3 separate regions of the Mus musculus genome follow, and regions 1 and 3 are each linked to region 2. A link is a contact called in public HiChIP or PLAC-seq and capture Hi-C data. All regions are on one chromosome and are shown on one strand. The core of a region is the stretch at or near the end of the contact, and the rest is flanking DNA. Distances in the headings are between cores, read along the strand shown. Region 1 overlaps Prkcb (protein kinase C, beta). Region 2 has its middle 3.9 kb from the start of Gm39082. Region 3 overlaps Prkcb (protein kinase C, beta).

The links. HiChIP or PLAC-seq counts read pairs in DNA pulled down with a chosen protein or histone mark. Capture Hi-C pulls out chosen DNA fragments and counts their contacts.
Region 1: a capture Hi-C map of embryonic stem cells shows a contact between it and region 2, with 3 times the contacts expected there. The contact joins two enhancer-like sites. A contact is called at or near these places in 2 of 484 Hi-C or Micro-C datasets (both in CD4 T cells), 5 of 115 datasets of contacts at active chromatin or transcription factors (CD8 T cells, embryonic basal ganglia, embryonic stem cells and 2 more) and 1 of 9 other capture datasets (embryonic stem cells).
Region 3: an H3K27ac HiChIP or PLAC-seq map of acute myeloid leukemia shows a contact between it and region 2, with 6 times the contacts expected there. The contact joins two enhancer-like sites. A contact is called at or near these places in 1 of 15 datasets of contacts at CTCF or cohesin (large pre-B cells) and 3 of 115 datasets of contacts at active chromatin or transcription factors (acute myeloid leukemia, bone marrow-derived macrophages and embryonic stem cells).

What each region holds. Positions count from the first base shown.
Region 1 is chr7:122,402,644-122,406,531 of GRCm38.p6, reverse strand. The region is part of intron 2 of Prkcb (protein kinase C, beta); the gene reads right to left. Among named protein-coding and RNA genes, the nearest start is that of Gm51497, 110 kb to the right of the region's middle. Within about 2 kb of position 1,886, at least 191 of the 459 cell types and tissues checked have an H3K27ac peak or open chromatin away from gene starts, as enhancers often do. A contact at or near this core is called in CD8 T cells, where this site is marked.
Region 2 is chr7:122,918,887-122,922,394 of GRCm38.p6, reverse strand. No RefSeq gene overlaps it. Among named protein-coding and RNA genes, the nearest start is that of Gm39082, 3.9 kb to the left of the region's middle. Within about 2 kb of position 2,229, at least 83 of the 459 cell types and tissues checked have an H3K27ac peak or open chromatin away from gene starts, as enhancers often do. A contact at or near this core is called in CD8 T cells, acute myeloid leukemia and bone marrow-derived macrophages, where this site is marked.
Region 3 is chr7:122,308,081-122,311,702 of GRCm38.p6, reverse strand. All of the region lies in intron 2 of Prkcb (protein kinase C, beta), which reads right to left. Among named protein-coding and RNA genes, the nearest start is that of Gm51497, 14 kb to the right of the region's middle. Within about 2 kb of position 1,297, at least 82 of the 459 cell types and tissues checked have an H3K27ac peak or open chromatin away from gene starts, as enhancers often do. A contact at or near this core is called in acute myeloid leukemia and bone marrow-derived macrophages, where this site is marked.

The DNA.
Region 1 (3,888 bases), core at 637-3,136, 520 kb after region 2:
GTTGTGGTGAGAATGATGGTGATGGTGGAAATGACAGTGATGGTGACAGTAATAATGAGACAGCAACAACTCATGGTGTCTATTGACATCTGCTATCTGCCTCACACTGTTCTATGTTCTTTGCCTAGACAACTCATTTTAATCCTCACAGCCTTAGTTGGTAAGAATGAGAAGATGAGCATGAGAAATAAACTAACGTGACAGTAAGTGGTAGGGTTGAAATCCAAGCTATCTGGTTCCAGAATCCCTTGCACGCTCCATGCAGGGAGTACTGGCCCCAAGCCTCCCACTGCAGGGGAAGGAGGGGACAGGCTGCTGGTGCTCTAACTGCGGGGGCTGGGGGCGAGGGCAGGGGGATAGGTACAGAGGCTTCTCTCTGGTCCTGTTCTGACTAGGAATGGTCTGAGACCCCACACTGAGACGGCATTAATTGAGCAACTACTGAACCTTCCAAGCTTGCCCACATGTGCGCATTATCCATCTGGTTGGTCATGTTTTAGAACGGTCAGCTGTGTCACTCTCCCCTTTAAAGGTCAGGAGACTAAAGGTCAAATGCTGTTAGCGCCTCATGTTTTCTTCCATTCACTACCTGACTGTTGTAATCAAAACTCCAGGAAGTTGGCCTCCTCAACAGTGCTGCTTCCTGCCTTTCAGGTTCTCATTTGTTCTTAAACCAGTGGGTGCCACCAACAGCTGAGGAGCAGAAAGCCAGACACACATTATTATTATTATTATTATTATTATTATTATTATTTCTTCTTTTCTCCTCCTCCTCCTCCTTCTTTTCCTTTTTCCTCTTCCTCTTCCTCCTCCTCCTCTTCTTTTCCTTCTCCTCCTCTTTCTCTTTCTCTTTCTCCTCCTCCTCCTCCTCCTCCTCCTCCTCCTCCTCTTCCTCCTCCTCCTCCTCTTCTTCTTCTTCTTCTTCTTCCCCCTGAAGCTGCCAAGAGGAAGCTGTGGAGCGCTCAAGACCACAGTCCTGCTGGCTGTACCCTCTTCCTCAGTTTTGGCTACATGGGCACCTGTTTCTTCCTCCACAGAGGTGGGCCTGAAAATTCCCAGAAGCTGCAATATTAACTTGCAATCCAAAGCTTGCACAAGCCTTTGTCATCCTTAAACTTTCTTCCTTGCAGCCTCACAAAAGGGTTTTGTTTCCTATAGGATCACAACAGTCATGGTCGCCAGAGCAGGAAGTCCTGTCCACTGTCACAAACAGGTGGGTGAGACACTACAACCCAGAGTCCTCTAGGCAGGACAAAGGTCTTAAGCAGAAATGAGCCCTGAGAGTGGAGAGCTGGGAGTCAGGGTGATCCAGAGAACACGTGCCTCAGGTCAGCGTGTTCCAAAGCAAGCATCCTGTAAACTGTAGCTGAACCCAAAGCTCTGCTCACCCCTCACTTCCCAAAACCCAAAGCATGCAGTTAAAAAGCATTCCCGTTTAGCATCCTAAACTCCATTTCTCACATCACGTTTTTTCCCACACAGGCTTTTAAACTGCTCCCCACCTCGGTAAGAGTCGAGCAAAGGATAATTAATTCGCCAACTTCAAAGGCCGCTTCCCCTTCCCCACTTGGCCACCACTAACCCTAAGGCCCCCTCCCCCTTCCCCCTGTCTGTGCGGAAGCTACTCCTCTTCTCTCTAAATCTGCCTTCTGGGGGCCGGGAACCCAGCCAAGGCTGCCACGGAAGAAAGGAAGGACGAGAGGGAATGTTCGAATTCAAACACCCGTTAGTCCTGGCAGCGCAGCAGCATCTGCTCTGTGGGCAGAAAAAGCCACAAGAAGCTCCAAGCGGGAGTGGGAGGAGGCTCTCTCCACACCAATGACCTTGAAGCAGACCGCCTGCCCTTGCTGGCAGGGCAGCCAGCCCTCCTCCCAGAGCCGAGCTGAGCCGTTGGGGGGGAGGCCTTACAGCAGGGGCTGCCAATTGGATCTTGGGCTCAGCTCACGCTGGGCTTTAAAACAACACAAAAGCCTTGCCAGCTTAAGGTGGGAGTCTGTAGTTTGTAAAAACCCAGGTTTCTGGCTTCCTTTAAAAGAACGAGAAGTTTTGTCAACAAGGGCCCCCATATTCTCACCTGGTAACAGCAGTTAGAGCTGAGACTATCAAGAAGTGAGGCCTAGAGGGCAGGAAATGTTCGCCTTCTTCACTCCTGCCTTTCCATCTGCAGAACAGCACTCAGTAGGTTCTCAGTGAATGAATGTGTGATGAATGAATACATGAACAAATGAGTGTACCCTCCCCAGCAGTGTCTCCCGAGGTCCATCTACTCAGTTCCTTGCCAGGTTCTCTCGGATGTTTGGGTTTGAACCACCCCTTTCCCCCAACTTGACAGTGAGAGATTTAAAGGCAGGCAAGACAAGACCCCATTTCTCAGAAGCAGAGAGATCTTAGATTAGAATAACATTGTAATGATAATATAATAATAATCATGGAGCAGGTGGTAGGTGTGATATTGCTCTAAGAATCTTCTGTATATTGACACCTTTAATCCTCATCATGTCTGTGTGATAAGTTCTATATGACATTTATTACACAGAAGAGGAAAAGTAGGCACGGGGAAAGGGTGTGTCTATGATTGTGTCTTGCTATGATAGCAAGAGGTAGGTTCATACCCAGGCAGTCAAGGCCCATAGCCATGATAAATAAAAGTGGTAGAGAAGGGAAGAGCAAAGCCCCGAAGGCTCTTCCAATCAAGGGCTCAGAACCTGGAAGAAACTGAGTCTGGGATCAGAGATGGAATACCATGTTCACTGTTTTTCAAAAGAACTGAGGTCAGCCTCTAGGTTAATAGATTGATGGCTGAAGACACCTGGTAGCCCTTGTCATCTTGTATAACAAATGGATTGTTAGATAGTCCCCACCCACTCAAACCTCAGGCTGTAGTTTAGGGGGGGTGGAGACAGAGGGCAAAGAGGAGAGGGAGAGAGAGCTCAGGCTTGGCTGACCTACTTGGACCCAAATCACTCTAGCAGAGACAGTGTTACCACAGCTAAAGCTTCTTGCCCAAGAGCAAAGCAGCAGAGAAACAAAGCCTGCGGAGGGTAGGAGGAAACACAAGTGCCACGGAGAGAACAGAGACATGAGTGCCACGGAGGGAAGGGAGACATGGGCGCCATGCCCATATCCACCAGGCAAGTGACAGAGTGGAAGGCTTTGGAAAAACACAGGTGATAAAGTTGTCATCCAAGCTCAGGCACCTCCAAAGAAAGTTACATTGACATATGAAGAAGGACTCTCTGTCTGCAAGGTCCCCCAGCTCCAAGAGAGCCTGTCTGACAGTACAGAGCATCTTGGTTATCTGAGCTCACCAACCCCAGATTTTCCCAAGAGCCACTGATGGTTAGGATGCTGCCCTAGTCTCTGAGAGAAACTGACCAAATTCCTTAAATGTTTAGTGTAGTGGTTCTCAACCCTCCTAATGCTATTTTAAACAGTTCCTGTTGTAGTGGCCCCTAACCATAAAATCATTGTTGTTACTTCATAAATGTAATTTTGCTGTTGTTATGACTCATAATATAAACATCTGATATGCAGAATATCTGATATGGGACCCCAAAGGGGCCTTGGCACACAGGTTGAGAACCACTGCCTTATACAAACGCCATTTCTGACTCCTAGCTGTAGACACACCTAGGTAGAACACCCTTGTTTTAGTATTCTGTGTTTCCCTATGAGTGCCTGCGGATGATGAGAGTGTGTACTGAACTCTAGGAAAAGGCAAGAGGATTTCTGATACGCCAACATTTAAAACAATAAACATTAAAGGAACTGATGTGTTTAACCTGAAAATGTTACACTACTGAAATATTACAGAGCAACCCCTGACAGTGCTTTTTTTTTTTTTTTTTTAAATCTCTGGCTGTGTGCTCCTATACTCCTAGCACTTGG
Region 2 (3,508 bases), core at 980-3,479:
TTCCACTGCATATAATAACTGGGCTGAGTTTCTGGACTGCTGATACATCTCCATACGAGTGCATGCCCAGCTCAGCATTTCTGTGTATGTGTCACCCACTTCTTCATTTCCCCATTGCCTTGGTCTGGTTGATCCCAAAGTCAGGCAGGTCTCAGCAGTTATGAAAACCTTAGGAGGTGGGCTGAGCTACAGGGAGTGGGTCACTTGGTGGGCCTTGAGGTTTACAGGCTAGCCCTACTTCTGGCTGGCCTCTGCGTCCCGATCCATCCAGATGTGAGCAAGTTGGAGTTGCTACAGGGCATACAGTAGCCCATGCTCCAAACCTAAGTGCTTCTCCTGTATGCAGCTTCTATTAGGCACTTTGCTAAAGTACTTAATCCCCCTCCCTACTCCAATGTGCTCAGCAGTGACTGTCTGTGGGTAACTGCCTCTAAGGTAGGGCCTTGGGGCATATAAAGAACAGCTCTGCCTTCCTTCTCAACTCCGCCTCCAGCGTGTTGTATTTATCTTCACCTTTTAGCGTTCGGCTGGCCTTTTAAAAAGTTGTAAAACAGGATTTTCTCTCTCCTTATTTTAAAGCCGTGTTCATTCTGATTTAATGTGCGTGGGTATTTTGCTGCCTATATGTCTGTGCACCAAATGTGTGCAGTGCCCAGAAGGGCCAGAAGAGGGCATCAGATTCCCCACTGGAACTGGAGTTCGGATCATTGCTAGCCACGAGTGCTAGGAATTGAATTTGGGTCTTCTGGGAGTGCTCTTAATGAACGAGCCATCTCTCTAGCCCCCAGGACTTTCTCTTTAGTGCTGGAGGAATCTTGCTACAAGGTTCTTCCTCACTTGGTCCAGACACAGGAGTCACCATCTGCCCTTGTAAAGGGACTCAGTGACTGTCCTATTTGTAAAGAGTGTTCTCAACTTGTTACAGATCATTCACTGTGCCATTTGTCTCAGAAAACACTGACATACCGACATACTGACATTCTCATCTCTCAAGTGGTGCCTGGGAAACAGATGGCTGCCCTTCCATGCCTTGACCAGTATCCCACCTACCAGTGGGGGTTAAATGCCAGTGAGCCCATCCTAAGCCAGAAATGCATTTACTGTACCCAGTTGTTGAACACCATGACTTATGATACTGTCAAGCGTTGGTTGTTATCTTCCGAAGCATGGAGCTGATCAGAGCCATGGCTTCCTGCTTCTGCCTAGTGTCAGGATCGAGCACCGTGCTGCATATTTTGTTATTTTGGGAAAGAACCCAAATCTAAAATCTCAAATATAGTTTCTGTTGAGTATGGACCATTTTGGCATCGTCCATCCTGATGTCCAGAAATCTGAGGGTGACTGTTGTAAGTTGAACACTCTGTGACTCACTCAGTGCTGGGCGGGTGTGGTCTTAGCCATCAGCAAATCTTTGTTGTGGGGTTCAGCAAATCTCTGTTGTGGGGTTCAGGGAGTAAAGCCCCAACCTCCAGGCTTTGCTGAATTTTAGAGCAGATGGGAAGACCAGCCACCCTCAAACAAGCTGGCATTTGTAGTGTCCATATGAAGCGATCATTGGGACAGGAAGCAGGAGGTGGAAATTCATATACTAACTCAACATTGAATGCGTGGTCAAATACACAGTGCCAGGCCATCGAACAGCAGTTCCCCGGTTTGAAAAAAAAAATGAGCGTTATAATATGTTTGTGTTATTCCAGGCATACTTGTGGTGGCCTTCATCAGCTTGGCCGTCTCTATGAATTAAACATGAAGGCTTCATAAAGGCAGGCATCGATCATGCTGTGTGGATAAACAAGAGACCTCTAAAATCAAGCAGGCTTGGTGTAAAACCCCAACTCTACCACTTAAGACTTATGTGAACCATGGAGCTTACTTAGTGTGCCTGCAGCTTAGCCACGCTCAAGACCTTGTGGATTCAAAAACCACCCACCGGATAAGTGGATAAACAAAGTTATCCTTTTGTTTACCCTTAAGCGGCTCTCAAGTACCCCGATGGTTTATTATTTGACCACTAGAGGTCAGGCTAACCCCAAGGTTCAACTCACGATAATCTGGTCTCTTGTTTCTGGTATGTTTTCCAAAGGAGCCAAGCAAAGATCTCTTCACAAACCCACTCAGGATGTCATACCCACTTCCCCAGAACACTTTTGCCCCCCTTCAGACTTTACCCCTTGACTAGGAAGATGGGGATCTGCCCGAGGGTGAACACACTGAATGATTTCATTGGAAATCAGCATAACCCAGTGTCACCCCGGTTCCTTCCCCTTTCTGCAGAAGCGGAACCAAGGACAGCTTCTGAGTATAGCTGTGTTTTGGGAACTATTATAAGACTTTCACCCATATTAACTTGAAATCTCTGTGGGGTAGTTGTTCTTCGTTTAATTTTGCAGAGGAAAAGCCAATGTAGGGACACAGTACCGATAGTCTATCAGATTCTACCTGCGATTAGCCTGGGACTGAGTTCTCGCGAGAGCTAGCTGCTGAGATACACACTTAGGATCTGGGAGATGCCAAATAAAGGCTCCCAGTCCTGCCTAGGACCTGAGATTTTTGGTCTTTAGGATGAATTTCCTCCCCCCTTTTTGGGATCTGCTATGATCCTCAGGCTGACCTAGACCATGGTCTCTTCCAGTTCCAGTGCTGGACTTATAAGTGTGAGTCATCATGTCTAACTTGGGGTGACTCTTTGGGGTTTTTTGGGCCAATGGGAGCATGCTGTCCCTCACTGCATTGCCTGTGGCTCTTGGAGGGAGGGGGTCAGACAGACCAAACTCAAATCTCCATGTTGTTGTTTGCACAGTTTTGTGGCCCAACACATACACACTTTACTCAGTCTCAGTTTCTTCCTTTTGAAAATCTAGAAACTTCCTCTTAGTCTACTCTATAACATCTATGGCTTCTGGAGTATTCTTGCTTGGTTTCTACTCTGTTTCTACTGCTAGACAGTTCTGGATTACAGTGGGTACATAAGAACTATCTCCGGGGCCTGACATTCTGTAGTGAGTGTCCTTCAAAGTGTAAGAGTCCCTCTCTCTATATTCCCATGGAAAATGAGTCTGGAAAATGCCCGAGTCAAGGTACTTTATAAGAAATGGAGGTTTGATTAGCTTATGGTTCTGGGGCCAGGGGAGTCTAAGAGTGGGCTGCTAACGTCAGCTGAGGGTCTTGTGGTCACAACATGCAGAAGCATCACACAGTGAGACAGAGTCCAAGTTTCCCCTTCTTATAAAGCTACCGGTGCCACCCTGGGGTCCCATCCTCAGGACCTTACCTAACAGTAGTCACTTCTCCAAGGCCCATTAATATATGACTTTGGGGATTAAGTTTTCTTTTCTTTCTCTCTTTCTTTCTCTCTCTCTCTCTCTCTCTCTCTCTCTCTCTTTCTTTCTTTCTTTCTTTCTTTCTTTCTTTCTCTCTTTCTCTCTCTCTTTCTCTCTCTCTCTCTCCCTCCCTCCCTCCCTCCCTCCCTTCCTTCCTTCCTTCCTTCCTTCCTTCCTTTCCCCCCTCT
Region 3 (3,622 bases), core at 48-2,547, 610 kb after region 2:
GGCTTGAGGCTGTTCTAATGGCCTGGAGAGGTTAAGCCCTTTCCTGGTGGTGATAATTAACATTTTTAATGTAGGTGATTTACAGCCACTGACGTTAACTACGCTCTTACCCAGTTTCAGTAGGGGGTGAACAGAGGCAAAGGCCTTAGGGGTGGAGGAAGAGGGAGCTCCAGGCTCCAACATAAACCAGGGAACCAGGACTGAGGTTCTCAACTCAGAAAGAAAGGGGGAAGCGACGAAATATGATACAATGTTTAAAACATATGCCAGCATGACTAGACGGTTTCTTCTTTACTGGAAGCATAAACCACCCTTCCAGAACCTTTACTCGGCTCCTTCTAATCTCAAGGGCAGAATCCATATCCACATGTATAGAATCAGACCTACCTATGTCCACAGAGGGAGCAACTGACCACCGACGGCCACCAGATGAAGAAATACCCATGCCACCAAGAGCCCATTACTGAGCTGGGCTGGGTGTGGTGGAGCACACCTCCAGGAGGTGGAAGAGAAGGATGGGAGAATGGGAGGAGGTTCAAATCTAGCCTGAGCTATATAGCAAAACTACACACACACACACACACTCCAAAGGCTATTCTAAGCCATATGCTGTTTCTTACACTAAGAAATCTCAGAGACACAAGTCATAAGACATGCCCCATCCCCCTCCACTAGAGATGGAGGACTAGAGAGGACTCTGCCCTAATGTTTTCTATTCGCTCATTGTCACCAGAAATACAGGGTCTGCTCGTAGAGCCTTTTCTTCCCCCCCCCCCCAGCCCCCCTGAACTTCTCACGATCTACAGCGATGGCTTTGTGAGTTACCTTGGTGATTGCTTGTTCGTTTACTGTCTAGTCTCACCTGGAACGGAAGTTACGTAAGAGACCTGGACTTTACCTCACTTGCTCACTGAAGTGGCTCCAGGATCTGGCACACAGTAGGTGCTTTCCTAATGAGGCTCCATGAATATTTTATAACCTGGAAAATGAGAAGACCTCCCGAAATAGCACCAGAAACCTGACAGAGTGCCCGGCAGGAGGTGCAGCTTACTGACAGAGATGGCAGATGAGGAGAGGGGATGAGAAATGTCCACTCCTGCTCCCAGTGAGCAGACAAGCTTAAGATTTGACCAGGATTCTTTGCTGTGACTTTGTGGGCTCCTCGCAAGTTACAATTCCCATGCCTGTGGTCCTTCAGTGAGAAAGGACATTTTTACCCCATACTTGACCTTAGCTGTGACAATACTCTCTATTAGTAACTGGCTGATACAGAAATAAGTCCTGTAACTTCCTCTTTTATTTTAAAAAAGGTGGGGGTGGGAACTGAACTCTGAACTTCCTCCTGCTAACCACAGCTTACTACTGCCTTTTACTTTGGTGAAAACGCTGTCAGATAAATAATAACCAGTCTGGTTATTATTGGTCTAATTGGTGCTGACAGCAGGTCTCTGTGCACAATTTCTTTCTGGAATATTGCTCACTGCGAGCAACCTTTATTCAGTAAAGGAACCCGACCAGCAGTTCTCACTGGAAAGAAGTCCACCGTGAAGCCACCCACCTGGGCCGTGGGCTGCTACCATTCACGGAGGGGGCACTTCCCAAATGAGACTGAGCCCAATCGACCTTCAACTCTCAAGTGTGTGTCTGCTGTCAGAGACCCTGAGCAGAGGCCCCATTTACCAGCTTCGTGGCGTGGGGAACGACTTAACCACCTGGGTGTCAATTTCCCCAAGAAAGAGCTTGTTTCTTGTACGGTCAAGCAAGATTCAGCCAGATCCAGTCTCTCTGTGGAGAGCAAACATAAACTGTGGGCATTTTTTTTTAAGTCAAAGCAAATGAAAGCAGATTCTGATGGGCACATAGCAACTTGAAAGGAGGGAGTGACAGTTTTACAGTTTTTGCCCTTAAAACAGACTGCGTCGGCAGTTAAAGCTCCAAATTTAAAAGATAAAAATGAAACAACAACAACAAAAAAATCTAGGCAGAGGAGACGGCTCACTCAGTAAAGTGTGTAGCACCCAGGCTTGAGGACGGAGCTTGATCTCCACACTCACGTAAAAGCCAGGCTTGCGGGTGCGCAGCCCTGAGGAGGCAGGTCCTGGGCTCACTGGCCAGCCAACTTAGGCTACATGGAAAGGTCCAAGCCAGTGAGAGACTCTGTCTCTAAAAACAAAGTAGACATCACCTGAGAAATGAAACCTGACGTTATCCTCTGGCATCCACACACACACACACACACACACATTACATAATACACATACGTGAATGCACACACGCACCACACAAACACACATTTTTTTTTTTTAAGTTCTGGAGTGCATATCAAAAAGACAGATTCCAGGTCACCAAGAGCTGCTAGATAGTTACTAGGGAGCTAGTAGATAATTAATAGATAACTAAGAGATAGGTAATAATTACTTCAAAAGTACCACCAAAAGAAGAGCATTACAATTACAGTCTGTGTGCAATCCTGTCCAAGACTCTAATGAACTCAGGAACTGGGTGTGCATTAGGCAGCCTTGAAGAAGACAAGGATAAAACTCAGAACAGAGCTGGCATCTGAGCCGATGTTCACAGACGACAAACTAGCCAAGCCAATGACCTGATTTATTTAAAAACAACAAAATCCATAGTTCCCACAACATAATATTCACAATGTCCAGTGTACAGTCTTAAATTACTTGATGTATGAAAAACATCTAAGGAGGGATAACTCAACTCCAAGGGACAGTTAATCAAGCGAGACATGCGGAGAGGAAAAACCACTCCTATTATATTGTGGCAGCCATCCGAAATTTCAGGAGAGGTATTGCATTCAGCTGCAAGTGACAGAAATGACTTATCTTGAAATGACTCAAGCAGTAAGAAAGTTAATTGTCTAACAAACAAAATTTGAGAGTTTTTCTCCACCTTTTCCCACTTCTGCTCAGCAAGGCAACCCTGTCCCTCTGACAACAGACACTTGTCACAGCTCTATGCATAACGGAGGTACCACAAGTTCTTACAACAAATCCTTGACCCCACGTTCCCCTCTCCTTTGCACATCATTCTCTAACAATATGGTTCTTGTGTGTGTGTGTGTGTGTGTGTGTGTGTGTGTGTGTGTGTGTGTGTGTGTAGTAGTAGTAGTAGTAGGTAGGTGGTAGGTATGAGCTTTTGAAGGTCCAAGAAAGGAGACACCAGTGAGGAAGAAAAAATTTGGGAAGATCCTGAATCTCTGATGAGCCGTCCCTGACTACCTCCACTCTGAAAGGAACGACTTACCTCCTAATGCTTGTCAAAGTGTTCATTATTAACAGACAAAGAATCCTTAAATAAATGGAAAGTGCTTAAAGTATGGATGGATGGATGGATGGATGAATGGATGGATGGATGGATGTATTTATATGAGTGCTATATTTGCATGCATGCCAGCATGACAGAAGAGGGCGTCAGATCCCACCATAAATGGTTACAAACCATCATGTAGTTGCTGGGAATTGAACTCGAGACCTTTGGAACAGCAGTCAGTACTCTTAACTGCTGAGCCATCTCTCCAGCCCCATAAGTAAATTTAAAAAAAAAAAACACTAGAATTGGAGAACTAGTAACATTTTATATAAATAGAACACAAGCATGAAAA